Linked DNA regions of Anas platyrhynchos: region 1 is linked to region 2. The links are chromatin contacts, called in public Hi-C maps. All regions are on one chromosome and are shown on one strand. The core of a region is the stretch at or near the end of the contact, and the rest is flanking DNA. Distances in the headings are between cores, read along the strand shown.

The links. Hi-C and Micro-C count contacts between places; a contact is called where the count stands out from the background.
Region 1: a contact with region 2 is called in a Hi-C map of skeletal muscle, with 1.7 times the contacts expected there. The contact joins the promoter of FEM1C here to the enhancer-like site in region 2. A contact is called at or near these places in 3 of 8 Hi-C or Micro-C datasets (skeletal muscle and subcutaneous adipose tissue).

What each region holds. Positions count from the first base shown.
Region 1 is chrZ:64,059,029-64,064,252 of IASCAAS_PekinDuck_T2T, reverse strand. FEM1C (fem-1 homolog C) reads left to right here and starts at 2,855. Exons shown (of 3, transcript XM_027446286.3): 1 at 2,855-2,990; 2 at 3,277-3,972. The coding sequence starts at 3,429.
Region 2 is chrZ:64,023,161-64,028,487 of IASCAAS_PekinDuck_T2T, reverse strand. LOC140000614 (a long non-coding RNA gene) reads right to left here. Exons shown (of 3, transcript XR_011805674.1): 3 at 1-5,327. Among named protein-coding and RNA genes, the nearest start is that of FEM1C, 36 kb to the left of the region's middle. Within about 2 kb of position 2,632, at least 1 of the 8 cell types and tissues checked has an H3K27ac peak or open chromatin away from gene starts, as enhancers often do. A contact at or near this core is called in subcutaneous adipose tissue, where this site is marked.

The DNA.
Region 1 (5,224 bases), core at 1,606-4,105, 36 kb before region 2:
GCCACCTCTAGCCTGGTAGGCTTCATGGTGGGTGAAATGTCTGTTCTATATTTAGAAAGCAGAGGATGTTATGTATTTTCTATTCCACCCACTGTCGAAATCTCGTGAGTTTATTAACTACAGTTCTGTGTATCTTCACCAGCGCTGTCAGGCCTGTCCTTGCCTTGGCCTGGGCACAAAGGAGGGAAAAGAGCAGGAGGACAACACTGATGGGGTAAAGGAGGGCAGCGCAGAGACGGTGGGCAGCCTCCTCTGGGGTTTCACTTGTGTAACATACCAGAACAGGTATAGCCTGCGGGACACGAGAGGCCTTGGTGTCACAGGGACACGACCCAGATTTTAACAGAGCAAAGGTTTAGTGTCACCAATCACCTGTATGTGAAGCCACTGTGCATGCCCAGTGTTGCTTAGGTGGAGGATCCCACCACAGCAGAGCATGGTTCACTCCTGGTCTAGCAGCATGAGCATCACCGGCTCTGTCTAATAATGGCATGGTAAGGGCACAGCAGGCTAATTTTTAACCCATTTGCTATCTACAGCTTAGCCAACTGATGACTTGAAACAACCATACTGATGAATATGAGAATATTTTGCAAGTGGCAAATGTTGCTCTGGGAGATAATTTCTTTTTGGCAGTTGCTTTTGTTACGTTCAACTTCTGCTGTGTTAAATTTACAGGTTTTGCTGCTTCAGATCTGCTACGCAGCCTACCACAGCCTCTCCCAAAAAGCCAGAATACTGTCATCAGAGAGGCAACATATGGTCACACACAGGCTAGCTGGAGTGTATGAATGGATGCACGAATTCAGGCGTGCAGGTCATTCACAATGCATGTTAGGAGGACACAGAAACACACAGTCACAACAGGGCTGAGGTCATTGGGGACCTCCACTGCTCCAACCCCTGCTCCAGCAGGGCCACCCAGAGCAGGGTGCCCAGCACCACGTCCAGGGGGCTTTTGGAGATCCCCAAGGAGGGACCCCACAGCCTCTGGGCAGCCTGTGCCAGTGCTCAGTCACCCGCACAGCAAAGTGGCACTCCTGGTGTTCAGAGGGAGCCTCCTGTGCCCAGCTGGTGCCCAGTGCCTCTTGTGCTGGCACTGGGCGCCACTGAAAAGAGCCCCACATCTCCTTTCACCTCCCAAGTCTTCTTTCCTCCGGGCTGAACAATAACAGCTAGTTCAGCTTCTCCTCACAGGTTGCCAGCAGAGGAAGAAAATTGAGTTTGCTTTCTTAGAGGGAAATTCTGTTTTGACAAGCTCGGCAAATGCTGACCTAAAGCTAGGTGCACATCTGCCACCACTGTTAACAGCAGAGATGTCAGAATCCCTGGGAACTGCAACTTCTGTAAATGTACTTTCAGGCCCTTGAATTAGCACCAGAGACCATGGAGAGAGAGAAGAGGAAATATTTCAGCAGACACTTCAGGCTGTTAAAAAGCACGCATATGAGGCCATCTGCAAGCTTGCCTTGTTTGTACCTTTCAGAAATACCCATAACACGTGGTACAGCACCTGTTCCCTGCAGTATATTTCCATCGCTAAACCACTGTACATATTTTAGGGAAGTTAACCTATAAACCATCTCCATTATATACACATACATGCATGTGTGCATATATATAGTTTAATAGCATAGAAAATTGGCATGATCTGTGCAAGTATTTTTAAGAATTAGAACTAAATGGATTATCATTTTCTTATTTCTCTCTCCAAGTTCTCAGTACGACTACAGAAAATCAGCATGCAAAATATTGGAATGGTTTTCAAGGAGGTTATGGAGGTAAAAGCTCAGCTCAGCTGACATCTCTGGAAACAATGTGATATCCTTACTCTCCTGGGCACACGGGCAGAGATGCTCATTTCCCTGTTGAAATGAGGTACTTGGGGACCAGACCTCTCCCTCTCAGTGTGTGTCCACCCTCATCAGCCCTTGCTCCAGCCTGAGGACACAGTTCCCGATTTCACCCTCAGCCAGGCTGGTGTAGGGGACTGGGTACAGCCGAGGCAGGACATGAGCTACACAGAGCACCTGGAGCATGGCTCCTTGCAATATGCATCATGGAGATGTGTGTTAGCAGAAGTACAGCCATGCTGCGGGTGCCCCTGGGCCGCGATGAAAAGCAAGGTCAAAAATTTGCAGAAATTTCCATGTTAATACAGACGCATTGGTTTCAGTGCCTAAGCTAAGAGCTGAGGTGTGGGTTAGGTTTTTCTTTGGTTCATTCCTTTGCGCGGCCTGATGTGAAGAGAAGGGAACCTACAGCTCTGCACTCGTCCTCCTCTGCCCTTTTGGGACACAAAGACCTGGATGGATAATGTGAAGTGATTTAGTGCTTTACAACAGGCGCCCTGACTGGAAACCTAATGCGAGTCCCAGAATGGTTTCAATGGGAGTTTGTACAAACTCTGTATGAAAAAAAAAAAAAAAAAAAAAAAGAGGAAAAAATCAGGCGTTGTGTGGTGCCCCCCGTGTTCTCCCTCACACCCTTGGAGCCAGGGCTGCGGATACAGCCGCAAAATGTCCGCCACGGGGCTGTGAGCGAGCGGGGCAGGAGGGCAGAGCCCTGCCGGGCTGTGCTCCAGCCGGGAAGCCCCCTGATGCCTCCTGGAGCCGGGCAGCCCACTAGCTCCACGGGCGTGAGGCGAGGAGCCCGTCCTGCCGCCCACTGCTGCCGCTGCCCTGAGGCGAGCGCCCCGCCATGGCGGCCCCGCTCCCGTCCCCTCCCCTCCCCGCCCCGCCCCTCCCCTCCCCTCCCCTCCCGGCCCCGCCCGCCGCCATTCGGGGCAGCCCTCCCTCCCGCCGCGCCTAGTCCCGCCCCCTCCCTTTTTCCATTGGCTGTCGGGCGCCCGCGCCTCTCTCTCATTGGCTGCGGCGGGCCGGCCCCCCCCGCACTTCCTCGGGCTGCGCTGCGCCCGCTGGCAGGGCCGCGGCTGGCGGTCGGGCTGTCATGGCGGCGCGGCGGGGCGCTGCGCTCTGAGGCGCGGGGAGGTAACGGCGGCTCCGGGGGCGCCTCACGGGGCTCGGTGGGGCCGGGGGGGCTGTGGGGAGTTGTGGGGAATTATGGGGAATTATGGGGAATTATGGGGGGCTATGGGGGGTTATGGGGGGCGGGTGCTGGGCTTGGGCGGCGGTTGGGAGCCGAAGGGGAGCGGAGTGGAGCGGGGGGGTGCGCGCCCCGCCGCCATCTCGGGGGGCTCTGAGGGGGGCTCTGAGGGGGGGGGGGGGCGGTGTCTGTCGCGACTCGCCGGTCGCGACTCGTCTGCGTGCTCCGCAGGTCGCCGGCAGGCCGCTGGGTGCTGTTGTCGTCGTCGTCGCTGTCGTCGTCGTTGTCCCTGTCGTCCCCAACCCATGTCCCAGGCGCGAGGAGGCGGCGGGCGGCGGTGGTGCCGCCAGTGAGGGGGCAGAGCGGCGGCGGAGCGGGGCCCGATGGATCTGAAGACGGCCGTGTTCAACGCGGCCCGCGATGGCAAGCTGCGGCTGCTCTCCAAGCTGCTGGCCAGCAAGACGCGGGAGGAGGTGGCGGTGCTGGTGTCGGAGAAGACCAACGGGGCCACGCCGCTGCTGATGGCGGCCCGCTACGGTCACCTTGAGATGGTGGAGTACCTGCTGGAGCACTGCGCCGCCTCCATCGAGGTCGGCGGCTCGGTCAACTTCGATGGCGAGACCATCGAGGGGGCCCCGCCGCTCTGGGCGGCCTCGGCTGCCGGCCACCTGAAGGTGGTCCAGTGCCTGCTGGACCACGGCGCCTCGGTCAACAACACCACCCTGACCAACTCGACCCCGCTGCGGGCCGCCTGCTTCGACGGGCACCTGGAGATCGTGAAGTACCTGGTGGAGCACAAGGCGGACCTGGAGGTGTCGAACCGCCACGGGCACACCTGCCTGATGATCTCCTGCTACAAAGGCCACAAGGAGATCGCCCAGTATCTGCTCGAGAAGGGAGCTGATGTCAACAGGAAAAGCGTTAAGGGTAAGTCGATCGCTTTATTTTCCTTGTGGTAAAGAGGGGTAGAACTCCCTCCTCCTCCTCCTTTAGGAGGCTGCGAGCACCCAGAAATATTCTTCCAGTCTCATCGTATGGATGAGTAAGAGATGAAGCATATTTAGCCGTGTTTCTACTGTGTTGGTTTTTTTTTTTTCAGCATACTTCCTTGTTAACAGTGACTGTGTAACTTCTTTCTAAATTGATTAATTTTAAGCTTCAAATTCTTAAAGTCATACGAACATGGGAAAAGCTAATAAACTTTGTGTAAACTGTGTAATTTTTTTTTGTGTAAAGCTGTGTAAACACTTGTCTGTTTGTGTAGTAGTACGGTCCAAGCATATATTTGTTTTCATGCTGTTTCTTCAAACAAACAAACAGGCTGTACTTAAAACTGGCTTATGCCACTAAGACTATAGTGGGGAAAGACTCACAAAGAAGAAAAAATATTTTCTACTTTGGAAATGAGTAACTACTTTGCTCTTCACCCACCTCTCCCTTCAAATTCTTGAATCCTTTTGGGCCCTTCCTTTTCCACGTCAAAACAAAAACACGTATTAGGATTAAAGAAATGAGGCTTCAGGTGACTATGACGGCAACAGAAGGACTTCCAGGGTTGCACAGATCACTAAGGACGTGTCTCTGCCCCTGTTTTGCAATTATTCTGTCAAAGTGACAGTTTCTCTCACTTGGTTGTGATTGTAGTTTTGTGGGCTCCTTGGTTTAACCACTTGTTTTTTTTCTTCACAAGTTGGACTCTTAGGTGAATGTGATACTGGCCTAAAAAGCATGCCAAGTATTTCAGGTTACAGTTAATTTTTAACTCACTGAGGCAGGATTGTGTTTCAGCAGTTTGTTTTTTATATTATGTTACTAGTTATTACTGTAACAAAATACTTTGTCTATTTAAGGCTAAATTATATGTGTAACAGGATACTATACAGTTAATTTATGTCAAAATTTACTTTGTGTTTAGATTATTATACGATACTGTTAAATACCAAATGTGAGGGTGATCTCTTTGAAAAAGCTGCTCAGCTAAGTATGCTTTCTTTCAGCAAATCATCAGATATGCGGGGTTAATGTAAAGCAAGATAAACTACCGATTTGTCATAGAGGTGGGCAGAGCAAAATAAATCTTCCTTTGTAAGGATTTAAGTTTGCTTATGAATCATCATGGACTTGTGATAGGACAAAAATGTCATTTTTTCTCTAGACAGGGTTAGTGGAATAACAAGCT
Region 2 (5,327 bases), core at 1,383-3,882:
CCAGAGATCTGTCTGGGAAATCAAATCTGTAGCAGAGAATTATGCTGACAGCTAAATGGTGCAAGTGTTACAATGCTAGAGCACGTCTGCCACAGGCTTGGGATGGATGCACCAGCTCTTGGTGCCCGATTTTTGCACTGGTAAAATGAAGATCACCTTTCATTCACGAGCTGCTTGTTTAGACTTTACGGCCTCTGTGGCAGTGCTTGCTGCAACGTCCACTGTAAGGATGATGATCTTGGGTGGAATGTCTGGAGATCTGGGGTCCCACAGCAGTGTCCCCTGGTGAGCCCAGCACGGCATAGCTGCAGGAGCATAAGGAGGTTGGGTCTGTACAAAAGGAGGGCAGTAACTAAATTCAGAACGACCTACTTTGACCATGTGTATTGAGTTACTAGGTAGCGATGAAATCCCACGTAAAGAGCTGGGAGGTGGTAAGGAGAGGGAGCTGCAGTGACCTGCGGAGGGTCACCTTCAGCCATCCCCTTCCAGAGCAAGCGTGTGAATGGGGAAAGGGCTGGAAATAGATGTAAATGAAACAGTAAATAAGCTTTCTGCACAGTATTTCAAATCAATTCATGAGAGGCTTATGCCTGGCTTTAAAAATCTGCCAGTAAAAGCACTGAATAAAGGGCAAGGGAGAATCGTCCCAGCCTGGCTCAGCAGAAAAGCTCTCCCCCACCCCACACTTCATGGTGCCCATCTCTGCCCATGTAGGTGCCACTCAGAAATGTAGTAGAGGAGTCTGAAAAGGGAGGGATTTGTGTGTTCACGTGTTCACCCTTAATAATATGCATGTGGGTCTGTATGGGGGTTTTACTGAATGTAATTTGGCCATACTGGAGAGGGCTTGTGTTTCACTTTGAGGCTATGGCAGCCACACTGCGACACAAACAGGTCTTCCCTGGAGAAAAAAAAAAAAAAAAAGTTTGGATTCTGTTCATGGGAAAGCTTCTTGCACAGCCATTTGGGATCTGACACTTGGGTGTCCCTAGGTGTTTAGTATCCTCCGAGCAGCAGAACACATGGCACAGGGCGCTGCATAGTCTTTGGCCTGCTCTTGGTAGGCAGGACTCCACCATCAGTGCCAAGAACTTCAACAAAAGAAATTAAACAATCGTTAATAGGCCGTGATTGATTTATAATGAAATGTTTTCACATGCCCTAGCGGTCTACTTCTGTCCTCCTGGTTATTATCTGTAACATCTAAGCCAACTAGAAGGACCTCTGCAAGTGAAGCATGGCTGTCTCCTGGCTACGCGCCTTTGCTTCTCTCCAAAGTTATTTTTCCTGAGAAAATAACCCCCTGTCATTTCTACATGAACAAGCTCTAGGTAGGGCTGTCTCTGAAGGGAGGTTTCTACGGGGGGTTTTGGTCATTCCTTCCTAGTCTCAGCCATCATCACCTCCAAAGGGAGGACACACCGAGAGCAGTGTGCACCCAGCACAGGACAGTTGCTGTGAGCACTGCAAGCTGCATAACCTCTGTGCTGGGACCGGGGGAGTGACTCCTGTTTTCAGCATTGTTTTGCTCATTTTTTGGCAGTAAAGCCATGGACCTGAAGTGGCTCTGGGCTGCCTTGCCCACCCCAGAGCCCCAGGCAGCACATTGTGCATGCTCTGCATTTTCCCTGCTCTGGGACCAGCACTGCCTGCCACCGTGGCTTTCTGGGCTGTAGTTCTGCAGCAGACCTGGAGGTACAGACACAACACCAAGTGCAGAGCTGTTGCCCATATTTATTTAAATACTTCCAACTTGGATGCAATAAATCCTCCCTCCCATCCCTGTGACGCACGCTTCTCTCCCCAGCTGGATTGTGTTTTAAAGGAGAGGGTGTAAATACTTCCTCCCGCGTGATCTGTGCCAAGTAGCAAGATAATGGGGATGTCTTATCCCAGAGTAAACACCAGCAGATATTTTATTTGTGTCAATATCTGTTGTGGAAGGCCATAGGTGTGCAGATAGCGATACATAGAGCTGCTAAGATAGGAACTGCTGGTCTGGATTTCTTTCTAACGGGAGATGCACGAAGAGGCGGGGAGCCGAAAAATCTCCCCAGCAGCACCACATCATGCTAAGCTATTGACAAGGGTATTCCAAAAGGAGTGCAATGAACATCTGGCAGCTTCTGGTTTACATTTCCTCTTTCCATAAATAATTGAAGCTCTTTAACTAAATTGCAATCTTGGCTGTATTTATCACTGGACTTTTATGGAGCCTTTCATCCCAGGGCCTTAGAGCAAGTGATTTAAGTCACAAAACATCCCCAGGAGACGCACTGCCATTTTACTAATAGGCAAAGAAACCGGGAACACAGAAATAGTCAGCTGGCAAGACGACACAGGAAACTTTTAGGAGTGGGAGGAAGGAAGCCAGGGTCTCTTGGGGTCTCAGGCTGTGTGCTGTCAGCTGCAGCTTCTTTATGGAAACCAGGTTTGCCTGTGAGATACCACGTCTCTGTTACAGCACTTGCATAGGAAAAGATGATTTCCAATATTGGAAATAAGAGCTAAAATATGCACGCGCTCTTCCAAGGGCAAAAATACTTTCCTAAGCTTCTGAAAATGCAGTGCTTGTGCAAGGCAAGGTCACACTGCACAGTTCCTTTGGCCCTGTTTAAAAATATCTCACCATTACAACAAAGCAAACACACTGCCAGCTGCCAGGATAGGCCTCTGGAGAGCTCAGCTTGACATCACTAATGAGGTTGCCTTTAAACAAATAAGTTAGTAAGTACAGGAATGTTGGCCCGTCTGAATACCAAAATCTCACTTTTTTTTTTTTTCCCTATCCCTTTCATTGACATCACCAGCGTTTTATTTCAGCAGTTTCCAGAGAGCTGTGGTTTGTGTAAGACCTCTTCTAACATGACCCTCGTGAAGCTGTGAAAGTCATAGAACGGCCTGGGTTGAAAAGGACCTTAAAGATCATCTAGTTTTCACCCCCCTGCTCTGGGGGTTCGTGTCTGTTGCTGAACATAACATACCATGGCATGACTGCCATAAGTGTACCCGCAGACAGGTGGTCCAGCACAGTTAATGCCCCCACCTGGAGGGGTGATTGCTGCAGGTGCTGCGAGGACTTGCTGACTGACTTGGCTTTCCTCTGTCTAGTGCTCCCTATCCAGTGACCTGCATAAAATTACAAAATACCATCTTTAAACTAACAAAATGGAGATGGAAAAACAGCCAGACCAGCTGGAGAAATGCCATCCCTTTCTCCTTCAGGGATGTGAAACTGTTATACGGAGCATTTTACCCCAAGGAAGAAACTTATTTCCTGCCAGGGTGGTTTAGGCAACAAGACAAAAAGTAATAGCAGTAGGAAGGTGCATGTTTTGTTCTGCGTTTTCACATAATAGCATGGTAAGAGGCTTTTCACTGCAAGCAGCAGCAAAGGACTTCACAAAAAATAAATAGCATGACTGATGAAATGTAGCACTTTCGTTCACAAGTTAATTCCTCCAAAATATGAGAACTGTGCATGCGTCAGAGAGGAAAAAAAAAAATAATGGGATAATAGGAGGAAGGAGAAAATGGACCGGTACAGTTAAGCTAACATCAAATGTGCTTCTTTTCTCATCTCATTAGCTGGCTGAGCCCGCACTGAATGCCTAACTAACCAGGACAGGGCACAGCTCCAGCCGCAGGCCCCATGTCTGGCGCAGCACAGCTTGCACTGTGGGAGCCTCACGCGCCCCAGCAAGCAGAGGCTGGCACACAGCAGTGGCCAGGAGCGTGGCCATGAAGTGGTTAGCGTGCTAGAAAAGAATTTGCCTTACAAAACCCCGCAAAACACAGAGGTGTGGGGGAGCCACAAAGAGCTCAGTGGCTGCCTTGGTGGTGTTTTCGCTGGGGTGACACACACCAGCGCTGGTACCCATCTGGCTGGAAAGCCAACAGAAAAAAAGAAAAAAAGAAAAGAAAAAAAACCTTCCAAATACGTTTGGAAGCACAAGGGATGACCTTCAGGGCACTTTGATAAATGGGATTGCAACACCAAGGCTATGTGCAAACAGTTGTTTAGTGCATGACACCTTTTTTTTATATATTTATTAGAAAACCTGTATTTAAGACTTTGTTTAGGACTTGGGCAATCATAGTTAAAGCCACGTATTGTGTCAGCCTGACCCAGGATGATGGCTCTTGTGCCTCTCAGTTGTGTTTTATAACAGGAGGAGAGGCTGCAAAGCACAGCTCTTGCAAAGGGTGCCAGGAGCAGAGCAGCACGCAGTATCCAGGCTGACACCAGCAGCCAGCCCATAAGCAAGCCAAACTCTAGCATGTCTGTTTTCTTGTTGTCCCCAAGCATGACTTTTTTTTTTTTTTTTTTTTTTTTTTTTTTTTTTTTCTTTTAATTTAATAAAAAATTGAGGAGGTGCACTCTTGCTTTGAAATGCCAGCCTTGGCAGACAGGTTTAGTATCATGCTCTGGCAGCCCTCCTGTGCCTTTTGCAAAGGAACAAAGCCAGCATCATTTTGTGCTACTGGAGAAGCATGCTTGCTAGCCCAGATTGGTTTTGACCTGGGTGGCAAGCTCCTGCTTGCCAGCCTGCCTTGGTCTGTACCCCATGCTCCTGCACTGAACAGCAGTGGGATTTTGGACAGGTTCAGGCACTGAGGTGGGAGCCAGATGAGCCAAATCTGGGCAAAACATCAAAACCTCTGCCTGGAAGAAAAAAAAAAAAAAGAAAAAAAAAAAAAGAAAAAGAAAAAAAAAAAGACTGCACTTAAAAATAAAATTTCTCTCCTTAAAAAAAGTGCCTGTTCTGATGTTTTTATCAAATGGCTTCCCATAATCACCAAGTCCAGATGCGATGCCATCCATAGCTGGTAAATGACATCTCTGGTGTTGCTTGTGCCTATTAAATTCATGTTTTTTCTGGAGCTTTGCTTTCACATTTCCAGAATTTGGTTGTCAGTCTGAGATTTTGAGAAGATAAGGCCTGCTGAGAGCCCTTCAAAGAGGAATGGCAAAAGCTGCTCTTTCACAGATATGACTACTGGGATTATTTTATTTATCTGCCTTACATAAACCACACACAAAACATATTTTGCATTAATGTTTGATTTATTGCCTTAGTGTAGAAAAAAAAATAATACCTTTAACTCTCCAGATTGGCCACGCTTTCTTGTTGCTTGAAGTGTAATTTCATAAATAGCATTAATTTTGCAAAACTGCAGGACAGGTCTTTTGTCCATGGGGTACCTTCCAGTGATGCTAAAACAGAAAACAAGAAGGTTTTAATTGGACTTCTCGTCCCATTATCTTGATATAATTTTAACCAACAGGTTCCAATAAGAAGACCCAGCTGGCTTTTTGCAGC